2 separate regions of the Hordeum vulgare genome follow, and region 2 is linked to region 1. A link is a contact called in public Hi-C data. All regions are on one chromosome and are shown on one strand. Each heading gives the region's core, a stretch centred on a gene start, on an enhancer-like site or on the middle of the called end of the contact. The rest is flanking DNA. Distances are from core to core; before and after follow the strand shown. Region 1 holds the start of LOC123450180 (putative hydrolase C777.06c). Region 2 holds the start of LOC123447245.

Region 1 (5,869 bases), core at 1,946-4,445:
CGTATTCAACCATACGACTCATGTTCGACCTTTCGGTCTCTTGTATTCGAGGTCATGTCTGTACATGCTAAGCTCGTCGAGTCAACCTAAGTGTTTCGCGTGTGTAAATCTGGCTTACACCCGTTGTATGCAAACGTTAGAATCTATCACACCCGATCATCACGTGGTGCTTCGAGACAACGAACCTTCGCAACGGTGCACACTTAGGGGAATACTTTCTCGAAATTTTAGGAGGGATCATCTTATTATGCTACCATCATTTTAAGCAATAAGATGTAAAACATGATAAACATCACAATGCAATCATATAGTGACATGATATGGCCATTATCATCTTTGCTCATTCGATCTCCATCTTCAGGCATCGCATGATCATCATCGTCACCGGCGTGACACCATGATCTCCATCATCATGATCTCCATCATCGTGTCTCCGTGAAGTCGTCACGCCAACTACTACTATCACTACTACTATGGCTAACCGTTAGCAATGAAGTAAAAATAGCAAGCACAAGGCGTTGCATCTCATACAATAAATTAAGACAACTCCTATGGCTCCTGCCGGTTGTCATACTCATCGACATGCAAGTCGTGAAACCTATTACAATAACATGATCATCTCATACATCATACATGCAACATCACAACTTTGGCCATATCACATCACATGTCAAACCCTGCAAAAACAAGTTAGACGTCCTCTAATTGTTGTTGCAAGTTTTACGTGGCTGATTTGGGTTTCTAGCAAGAACGCCTTCTTACCTACGTGACAGCCACAACGATGATATGCCAAAGCTATTTACCCTTCATAAGGACCCCTTTCATCAAATCCAATCCAACTAGAGTAGGAGAGACAGACACCCGCTAGCCACCTTTATGCACGATGTGCATGTCTGTCGGTGGAACCAGTCTCACGTAAGCGTACGTGTAAGGTCGGTCCGGGCCGCTTCATCCCACAATACCGCCGGAAAAGAATAAGACTAGTAACGGCAAGCAAATTGACAAACCATCGCCCACAAATTTTGTGTTCTACTCGTGCATAGAATCTACGCATAGTAAACCTGGCTCGGATGCCACTGTTGGGTAACGTAGTATAAATTCAAAAAATTTCCTACGCATGTTCAGATCTTCCTATGGAGAGACCAGCAACGAGAGAGGGGTAAGAGCATCTTCGTACCTTTGAAGATCGCTAAGCGGAAGCGTTGCTAGAACGCGGTTGATGGAGTCGTACTCGCAGCGATTCCGATCTAGTGCCGAACAACGGCACCTCCGCGTTCAACACACGTGCAGCCCGGTGACGTCTCCCGCACCTTGATCCAGCAAGGAGGAGGGAGAGGTTGGGGAAGAAGACCAGCAACACGACGGCGTGGTGTTGGTGGAGAGACGAGGTCTCCCGGCAGGGCTTCGCCAAGCGCCGGCAGAGAGGAGGAGGAAGAAGTGCAGGGCTGCGCCGAGGGAGAGGGAAAACTGTGTCCTCCAAAGGCCAAGAGTGCCCACTATATATAGGGGAGGGGAGAGGGGGTGCCACCCCTAGGGTTCCCACCCTAGGGGGTGCGGCAGCCCTCCCAGATGGGGTTTGTGGCGGCCAGATGGGGAGGAGGGGGTGGCGCACCCCTCTGGTGGGCCTAAGGCCCACCTAAGTTAGGGTTCCCCCCCTCTTTTTCTTTCCCCTGCGCCATGGGCTGATTGGGGAGGCGCACCAGCCCAACTAGGGGCTGGTTCCCACCCCCACTTAGCCCATCTTACCTCTTGGGGTCGCAGCCCCCCTTCGGTGGTCCCCCGGGACCACCTACGGTGGTCCCGGTACGTTACCGGTGATGCCCGAAACACTTCCGGTGTCCGAAACCATCCGTCCTATATATCAATCTTTACCTCCGGACCATTCCGGAGCTCCTCGTGACGTCCGAGATCTCATCCGGGACTCCGAACAACTTTCTGTAATCTCGTATAACAATTCCCTATAACCCTAGCGTCATCGAACCTTAAGTGTGTAGACCCTACGGGTTCGGGAGACAGGCAGACATGACCGAGACACCTCTCTGGCCAATAACCATCAGCGGGGTCTGGATACCCATGGTGGCTCCCACTAGCTCCACGATGATCTCATCGGATGAACCACGATGTCAAGGATTCAATCAATCCCGTATACGATTCCCTTTGTCTGTCGGTAGAGAACTTGCCCGAGATTCGATCGTCGGTATACCTATACCTTGTTCAATCTCGTTGCCGGTAAGTCTCTTTACTCGTTCCGTAGCACGTCATCGTGTGACTAACTCCTTAGTCACATTGAGCTCATGATGATGTTCTACCGAGTGGGCCCAGAGATACCTCTCCGTCACACGGAGTGACAAATCCCGATCTCGATTCGTGCCAACCCAACAGACACTTTCGGAGGTACCCGTAGTGCACCTTTATAGTCACCCAGTTACGTTGTGACGTTTGATACACCCAAAGCACTCCTACGGTATCCGGGAGTTGCACAATCTCACGGTCGAAGGAAAAGATACTTGACATTAGAAAAGCATTAGCATACGAACAATACGATCTAGTGCTAGGCTTAGGATTGGGTCTTGTCCACCACATCATTCTCCCAATGATGTGATCCCGTTATCAATGACATCCAATGTCCATGATCAGGAAACCATGATCATTTATTGACTAACGAGCTAGCTAACTAGAGGCTTGCTAGGGACACATTGTGATCTATTCATTCACACATGTATTAGTGCTTCCTGTTAATACAATTATAGCATGAACGATAGACGATTATCATGAACAAGGAAATATGATAATAACCATTTTATTATTGCCTCTAGGGCATATTTCCAACAGTACCACCCAGACTTCGTCAAGGCCTAATACGTCATCTGCATGCTCATGAGTCAGAATGATCTGCACTGCGCAGAACCTTCTTAGTCCCCAGGATTTTTATTTTTTTCAGAAAATAATGCACTGTCGAATATCTCACTGAGTCAACGTAAGGAACTTTGTGGTGGACAAACCACCAGAGAACTTGCTCTCTGAAGGTCTTGCCGATGTCGATTAGGATGTACTTGTGTGTTCCATCTTGGCAATAGTCCACCAAAAGGGAGGTGTTGAGCCTGAAAGCAAACAGGCGTATGATTTATGAACCTGGTCACATAAGCACTAACTTAGTAGGATGTTCTGTTCAACCCATTTGCAGCTACTCCACCATTCGGCAGTTGTGACTCACAAAGTTAAATCTGTTGGAATCATTTTCATGTAATGATACTTCTTGGTCACATACCAATGCAATAAGTTGGTTGTATTCAATATGTACACTCTTTCTAGTGTTCAATACCGAGTCGAATTATACAACTTACATGTGTAATGTACTTCAGATCATTGCAGGTTTTGGAAGTGCTCTGAGAGGAATACCAAAAGGCAAGTTCGCCAAGAGAATGGCCTTTTCTGGGACAATTAGGCTAATCTACTTTTTTGCACTAACTAATTGCAATAAATTATATTTCAGGATATTGTCCTCATTTTTACAATATCCAAGCATCAATATATAATGGACTTGTTCATAGGAGGAAAATTCCTCTTCCATTGAGATGCTCTTTTCGCTCCATTCAAGCAAGAAATAACCACTCATCAATTGTTGTATCTAAAGATTATTGTGAAACTTACATCCAGTTTTTGAGAGGCAAACGGATAGTTCCTGATTCAGATCCTCCAACCTCCAAGGATGTGGACCTACTATACCAGTTTATAGATAAGAGGTGAAAGTCTGTATTGAACTTCCTTATCAAGTTCTTGAGCTACATTTGAAGAGGAATCTTAATTATCTGTTACTTGTCTCAGTAACAAGCTCATGGTATTAACTGGAGCTGGAATGAGCATGAGTCAGGAATTCTCGATTATTGGAGGTAAGTTATCAAGGCTCCGTGCGTACAATCCCATCATCCACAGGCAGGTAGCTTGTGATTTAAGGAAGAAAACAAGGCGTCTGCATCATTTAACCTGCAAATAGACGTCGTAGCAGGTGTGCGGGCGGTCGAGCGGCGGCGGCGGCGGGGACGGCGGGCGGGGCTGCGCGGGATGGACGCGGGCGTCGTGCCACCAGAGCGCCGGCTCGGAGGCGGAGCGCATGAGAGCCCCCTTCCCCTCCTGGGCCCGCTTCCGCGTCCGCGGCACTTGCCGCAGCTGCACCGGCAGCCGAAGCCTCTGTCCGGCGCTGCCCCCGCCCCGGCGTGACGACGGGGAGGGCCCGTCGGCGACGCGCGGGCGACTCTTCCTCCTCCCCTGCTGCGTCTTCTCTCTTCTCTGGCTGGCCAGAAGATGCTTTCCCCTTCCACCTTCTTTGTCACTCGATAAGATCACAGAGAGGACATGGCCGAGCACGAACATGGGGCCAATGAGGGGGGCGGCCAGTGGCGTGGGCTGGTGGTGGCCCGGCAGTGGGGCACCGGCGGGGCGGCGCGACCTCAGCCCCGATCCAATCTGGATCGAGAGGGGAGGGGGAGGGAGCGGTTGGTGGCTGAGGGGGCGCGAGTGGGAGGCTCGGTGACGGGTTTTTTTTTGTTCGGGGACGAGGTGGGATCGCTGGAAGGTCGAACCATCGGTAGGTTGAACCATCACGATGTTCGATCATGCTTTAATAGTAGAGATATGTGAATAATATTTTTAAGTATAAAAAGGTATAAAAATAACAAAAAAACGAGAACAAAAATAAAAAAAACAAAGAAAACTGGCTGTGGCTCTCGCGCGGCTTTGCCGGGCCATCTAGTGGTCCCCCCTTACGCGAGCGCACCTCCTGTCTCGCCTAAAGCGAGACATAGAAACACCCTAATTATTACATGGACTACAAGCGTTGAATAGGAAATGCCGAATATTACGTGCTTTAGTGCTTGTTCCTCTCGACTGTCCGTGCTGCTACTCTTTTCGCTTAGCATATAACCCGCTCATCATCTAAAAAACTGTTTGGTATTCTCAACCCATCAGGGTTCAAGTTCTAGATTTGATATTAGCATTCACATTTTTCTAGATTAATTTCAAACCTTTCGATAATGTGCTTTTAATGAAAGAAGACATTACCGTCAATCTCGAAATATGTGTCAGCCCAGTCTTTTGAAGGCGCTCATAAGTGATAGTGTATGCATGCATATGAGCGTCTGTGCCTGTTTTGTGTTGAAAAAAAGTTTCCCTAAAAAAGAATCTCAGAAAAAAAAATGAAGATAGAGAACAGCTTAAACGCACAAAAAGCATCGCCAGACGTTCCATAGGAGATGTTTTTCTTTCTGTCTGAAGTAGTGCTATGAAACAAAGACATGGACTACATATATTTTACACAGGTCCCAGTTGCAGCAAGCAGATGTACAAATCTACACAGAATCCGTGTTCACTAACGAGAGACAGCAGACCAACATACACACTTTTTTCAGACAGCACACCATCATGGTCCACGAGGCCTTTCTCCCTGATCTAAAAAAAGGCTCCGGACATCTTATTATCATCATTACTCGTGTGACGCCACCGCGGTAGGATACAAGGAGAATGAATTTGCTGCAAGTGGAACGAACGACTGCCCAGCTCCAAGCTCAAGCCTGCAATCAGGAGAGGACGGTCAAATATTATCGAGTAGAATCGGACATATGAGGTAGAATCATTGGTTTTAAGAGAGACCACGGAAGAGTCGGCACATCCAATAGAAACGAAAACTTGTTTCAGCCATATGTATGTATTTAATGTAGTACTGATAGATTAGCATTTCGACGGGATGTCACAGTACACTTAACTGCCATTTGACAGTGATCAGGGCTACTCCCCTAAAAGGGTACAATTGAGCCATGCAGTATGCCCCGTATTCTGTTTCAAGATCAGACACTTCGGGAGAATGTTCAGCCCT
Region 2 (5,869 bases), core at 2,285-4,784, 370 kb after region 1:
AAAAAAATTCAAATTCAAAACATTTTATCAAATTCCAGAACATTTTTTAAACAAAAACAGAAAAAAAAAGAAACCAAAAAAATAAAAAAGGAAAACAAAAAAGAACCGGTTCAAGGAATCTTCTAGAAAGTTCCCAAAACCGGAAGAAAACCGGCTGGAAACCTCTAGAAGGCTTCCAAAACCGGGCACGTCTGGGCCAGCCCGTTCACCCCGCCCGCTGTGTGCGAAGCCTTGACACCGCTTCGCACAGAGCGGCAAATAGGATTTTCCCATTAGGAGGCACCGAAGCAAATTGGTCTTTACAACGCGAAAAATTACAGAAAAATAGTGTTGTTATGAGGAATCGGAATTGAGACCATGCCTCTATTTTTTACAATCCTGGGCGACTAAATTACTCGCACACGGAGGAGCTTACCCCAGCCAACATGCTGTGCTATCTCCACACCGTTCAAAGTTGGCTAAGCAATCTGCAACCCTATTCTAATCACGAGAAATTTTTACAGGAACAAAAACCCTATCACTTAAGAGCAATTTAATCTCCTCGATCATATGGCCGTAGGCTGATCTATCCAAGCATGCATCAGATATAGCTGTAAGAGCTGGAGCACAATCTGATTGCACCATGATCGTGCAGTTGGAATGCTCAACTGTTAGTTTAATACCTTCTATTATAACATGTAGCTCCGCTTCAAGGGCATCGTTGCAATAGAATAACTTGCGGTAAGCAGCAAAAATCACACCGCCGCTTGCGTTCCTCAAGATCATGCCCGAACCAGCCGAGCCATCTGTAGCTTTAAAGGATCCATCCACTAACAGCGCCACCGCTCCTAGTCGAGGGGGTGGCCAAGGCATATGGGGCATGGGGTTTATGCGGGCCTCCCTCACGGCGCAGGTTTCAGAGACCACCAGAGCCTTGCCCTTGACTATCTCATCCATTCCCCGTGAAATCTGACTAAATGTATTATGGTAGGTGAGAAGGAATGAACGTGATACCTCTGGAGGTGGAATTGATTTACCGTGTACCAGCTAATTCCGAAGGTGCCATGCTCTCCATTATAATTCTACTTCTGATAAACTCATGTGATTATACGAGTAGATGAAACAACCATTCAGTCCCCGTCCACTTGATCATGGATCTGTTCGGTAGAGGCCACTGCATCTGCATCAGGTCCCACGGATTAGCGGCACTTGGGCAAGATATTAGCGCATGAAATGATGATTCCTGCTCTCGGTCACATAACTTACAACACCCATTCAGACCAATATGCCTTCTTCTCTTTTCAGCATCCGTCGGCAGAGCGCCTGCGGCCACTTGCCAGGCAAAAATCTTGAGTTTTGGTGCAATCGCAACATTCCACACTAATCGTGAGAGAGATCTATATCCCGATGGATGATTGATGGACGAACCTGGGCAAAATTGATCATAGTGGTCCGCCATCGCCACATGATAACCGCTCTTTACTGTCAACATGCCCGATTTCTCCCATGGCCATGAAATAAAGTCCTCCTGTTACCTCATAGACGTTCTGATCTTGAGGATGGAGTCCACATCCGGCTACCAAAAGTGTTGTTGTACCAGATCCACCTTCTAATTACCGCGATCATCTAAGAAATCACTTACTCTTTTAAGGCGACAATTCCTCTTAGGAGTAATGGGTGTGTACGGCGGACCACGTGGAATCCATGGATCCCTCCAAACACGAATATTTGCACCATTGCCAACTCGACATAAAATTAAGTAGTCCTGGCTTTAAAAAATCACTACGACAGCCGTTCTGATAGACTCGCCAAAAAAAAGCACTACGAGAGACCCCTTGCTGCTGCTGGACAAACCCTTGTATGGACTACCTACTACCGACACGTTAAAACGCAGCAACAACCCCCTTAATGTTGCTGCAACAAATCCAATGTCCCCTGTATGGACAGTGAGGCACATTAAGCTTGGAGCAGCAACAAATCCAGTGCTTTACTGTCATCTGCATTTAAATGAAGTAGTCCTGGCTTTAAAAAATGTATTATCATCACTAAGATCATCTATACCTTTTGTGTTGACAGCAATGATCAGTTGTTGATTTGTTATTGCTCTTGAGCCTTATATACTCTTTTTCCTGTGTACTCTTGTTATTATTATATGCTGACGATTCTTCTTTTGTATACTCTTGTTATGAGTATAGATAGAGCAACTATGGATTTGAACTTGCTGGCTGAAGAGGAGGACGAAGCTCAACACGATGATCCCATTGATTTGAACTTGCTAGCTGAAGAGGAGGACGAAGCTCAACACGATGCTCCCATTGATTTGAACTTGCTAGCTGAAGAGGAGGACGAAGCTCAACACGATGCTCCCATTGATTTGAACTTGCTGGCTGAAGAGGAGGACGAAGCTCAACACGATGCTCCCATTGATTTGAACTTGCTGGCTGAAGAGGAGGACGAAGCTCGACACGATGATCCCATTGATTTGAACTTGATGGCTGAAGAGGATGACGAAGCTCGACACGGCGATCTCATTGATTTGAACTTGCTGGCTGAAGAGGAGGACGAAGCTCAACATGGTGATCTCATTGATTTGAACTTGCTGGCTGAAGAGGAGGACGAAGCTCAACATGGTGATCCCATTGATTTGAACTTGATGGATGAAGATGAACAAGATCAACAAGATGCAGACAAGGAAGAAGCCCAAGTTGCAGACGAGGAAGAAGCTCAAGTTGTTCAAGAGGAAGAAGCTCAAGTTGTTCAAGACGGACAACCCGAAGAAGCTCAAGTTGTTCAAGACGGTTTTTTGAATTATAGCAAAAGGGTCCATGCGTTGCAACGGGAGAAAGAAATACCACACGGCACACGCTCTTAATTTATAAAAAATGTCTATAATTTGAGAATTTATAGTTACGATACAAATAAAGATGGTCTTATCCTACAAAAATGCAGTTCAAAATTTCACAGGTCTTCTATTTTAACACGGCTTGCATGTAGATTTAATACGTACAAAGAATCAGTCAAGTGACCTTCAGTTTCATCTCTAATCCTGATTTTGTTGACGTGTTCATTCCCAACCCGAATGAGTACCGGTATGAAAGAAAGACGAATAATGACTTATTTATTAGGATTGCACCCTAGATAGTATTTTTTATTAAACATTTAACAGATAAAATAATATCATATTTAAATTCTACATATTTTTCTAATCAAATTCCATGTATAATATGTTAAATTTGGAGTTACGGTTTAAAAGATATGAATATTTAAAAAAATATTTAATATATACTACGAGTTTAATGTCATAAACAGTAAGGTTTTTTTTGTAAAATCACCTCGGTGGGTTTTCCGACGGAAGCAATAGCCTCTTTATTATTAGGTAAAGATGAAGGGTGACAGGTTTTATCGGGCGGAGGGAGTATTTGTTTTGCACGTGTATTCTGCAAAAAAAAGGTATCCCAAGCAATGCCCTAGTGATTTGGTAACTAGCAGTAAGTGAGCTGGAAAACCGGGAGGGCCCAACAACTAATCCGATGGCCCGGAGTTTGGTCAGCATCCACAAGGAAAACGCGAAAGATAGATCCGCCGTGAAGGCCCAACGGCGGCTTACCGAAACCCAGGGCCGCCGCCGGCCGCTCGCACCCGAATCCCCAGCCGGCGCACCTCCATCCACACGGGCCGGCAGAGATGGTGGCGATCTCGATGTACCGCGGCAACCTCCACCAGAGCGGTGACGACGCCGCGCGCCGCTGGCCGGTGCCCCAGCCCACGCTCTCCGCGTCCCAGTTCCGCCGCCTCCTCCACCGCCGCTCCCTCGCCGTCTCCCGCCTCGCCGGGGCTCCCCGGCCCAACTCCCCCAACTCCCGCCTGGACGACGGCGCCGCGGCCGTGGGGGAGGCGCGGGAGGTGGACGGGGGTCAGCAGCACCATCAGGCCGACCGGCATGATGTGCAGATGCCGCCGCCGCCGCAGCAGCAGCAGCAGGGGGAGGAAGAGGGACAGGACGAGCAGCAGCAACAGGGGGAGGGAGAGGGGCAAGACGAGCAGCAGCAAGGAGAGGAGGAGGAGGAGCAGCAGGAGGAGGGGGCGGTGGAGGATGTGGAAATGGACGATGCGGGAGAGGTGGTCGCCGGAGATGTCGATGCCGGCGGCAACGGTGACCCTGAAGAAGGGCAAGGCGAGAGCGAAGGCTTCGACCCCAACTCGGAGGTGAGCCTCGTCGTAGGTTCCTCATAGCTGCGTGAGATTTTAGCTGCTATCCTGCTAACGATGGCTTAGGGTTAGATTCAGGTCATTCAGGTCATTGGTGGATGACTACTTGCGAAGCCCCGACAGTAGATTTTTGGAATTGCTTCTCGTCATGGTATTATGGTGGTTCTATCTTAGAATCTAGTAGACTTTTAGCTCAGAGTTGGAAGTAGGATGAAATTCCTAGGTTGCCTCTTCCATTTCTGGGTTGGAAGAAGCCAATAAGTAAGGATAAGTAATGATGCTTTTGAGTTTTACTCCACTACTCTACAATTAAGCTTTTTAGCTGCACTGGACAACAGTTAGCTCTTTCATGAGGATGCAATATATTTATTATTATCGGTTGCTGCTGAACAACAGTTTAATTCTTGAGTTTTTCATGGAGATTTTGCTGAGTGCTTTGTGATTCCTGAGTACAATTGATTAACCAAACCACACATACCATTCTTGTTTGCAAGCTAAAACCTATGCTTGGAAGCTTGGTGCATTATGCTTGTTTGCTTTTTCATCTAGAGCTCTGAGTCCTATTTTTGTTTTAGGTGGGTCAACCTGATGGAGTTGAAGAAAGGAAGAGAGAGTTGACTGACAAGCTGGATACCTTGAGTAAGAAAAAGCATGATCTCGTGCAGATGCTGAAGCAGGTAATTTTCTCATTGTTTTGACTGCCGCTTGTGGTTCAGAACTAGTTGCTACGTTCTTCATCCCCTGTTACGTTCCTGTATGCTTAAGTAACTGAACCTTGAATACCATGTGATATTCGGTGGTTGACAACTTCAGGTGATGATGTGTGTGGATTTGACTGTTTTCATCGTTAATCGAGTAGCCACTTGAAGTACACTGGTTCAAATGAGTTTTTCTTCTGTTTGAAAATTATGAATTGAAAAATTGTAAACTTGCTATCCCATCTGAATGTGAAACTGATTAAATAAATAATAAATTCATAGTTTAAACATGCACCGGTTTCTAATGAAGTACTTTAATAATTTGAATTATACAAAGTTCATGGACAGGAAGAGTTATTTGGAGTTGCTTATATATGCTAACTGACACAAGAAACGGGTAGAATTTATAGTAGGCTTTCAAACTTGTCTCTTTATCAAATATTTTGTAAAAATATTAATCATGCTGGATGCTGCTGTGCATATGCAATGTAACCTTGTTATATGCATACAGAGTTGGCACAGTAAGCACAAACATATTGGTGGTTGCATGCTCTATTTTCTTTGAGTAACTATCCGTGGTGGTCACTAGTCAGTGTACTAAGTAAGATTAATTTTGGCTGTTTGAACAGATTTTAAATGCCGAAGAAGAAATCAGAACACGCAGCATGCAGGCTTCGCTGCGTGCTGCCATGCCTCAGCCGCCAGAAAACACAGCTGATGGAAGTGTTCCCAGACAGGTGCCCAGAATGACCGTTGATGTCAATTTCAGCGAGTTTGCTGGGGAGTCAGATGCTGGTTCCAACCAGGGCACTCCTGGACGTCCCTTGCATCATGTCCACAGTATTTCTCCTTCAACAGCCTCCTTTGCTAGGTCTCCATTTGGTTCTCGCAACCACAACCCTGTAAGTTTTTGCAATGGCCATACTTCGAGGCCAAATCTATATTTTGCTATTGGATGCTTCAATGAATCAACGCAAGTTACT

The links. Hi-C and Micro-C count contacts between places; a contact is called where the count stands out from the background.
Region 2: a Hi-C map of leaf shows a contact between it and region 1, with 2.6 times the contacts expected there. The contact joins the promoter of LOC123447245 here to the promoter of LOC123450180 in region 1. A contact is called at or near these places in 2 of 6 Hi-C or Micro-C datasets (leaf and seedling).

What each region holds. Positions count from the first base shown.
Region 1 is chr4H:11,187,836-11,193,704 of MorexV3_pseudomolecules_assembly, forward strand. It overlaps LOC123450180 (putative hydrolase C777.06c), which reads right to left and starts at 3,196. Exons shown (of 8, transcript XM_045127562.1): 1 at 3,189-3,196; 2 at 2,969-3,101; 3 at 2,836-2,892. The coding sequence starts at 3,196. LOC123447235 reads right to left here. Exons shown (of 2, transcript XM_045123822.1): 2 at 5,211-5,567. The coding sequence ends at 5,562.
Region 2 is chr4H:11,561,669-11,567,537 of MorexV3_pseudomolecules_assembly, forward strand. It overlaps LOC123447245, which reads left to right and starts at 3,535. Exons shown (of 5, transcript XM_045123832.1): 1 at 3,535-4,185; 2 at 4,267-4,339; 3 at 4,764-4,865; 4 at 5,516-5,788. The coding sequence starts at 3,920.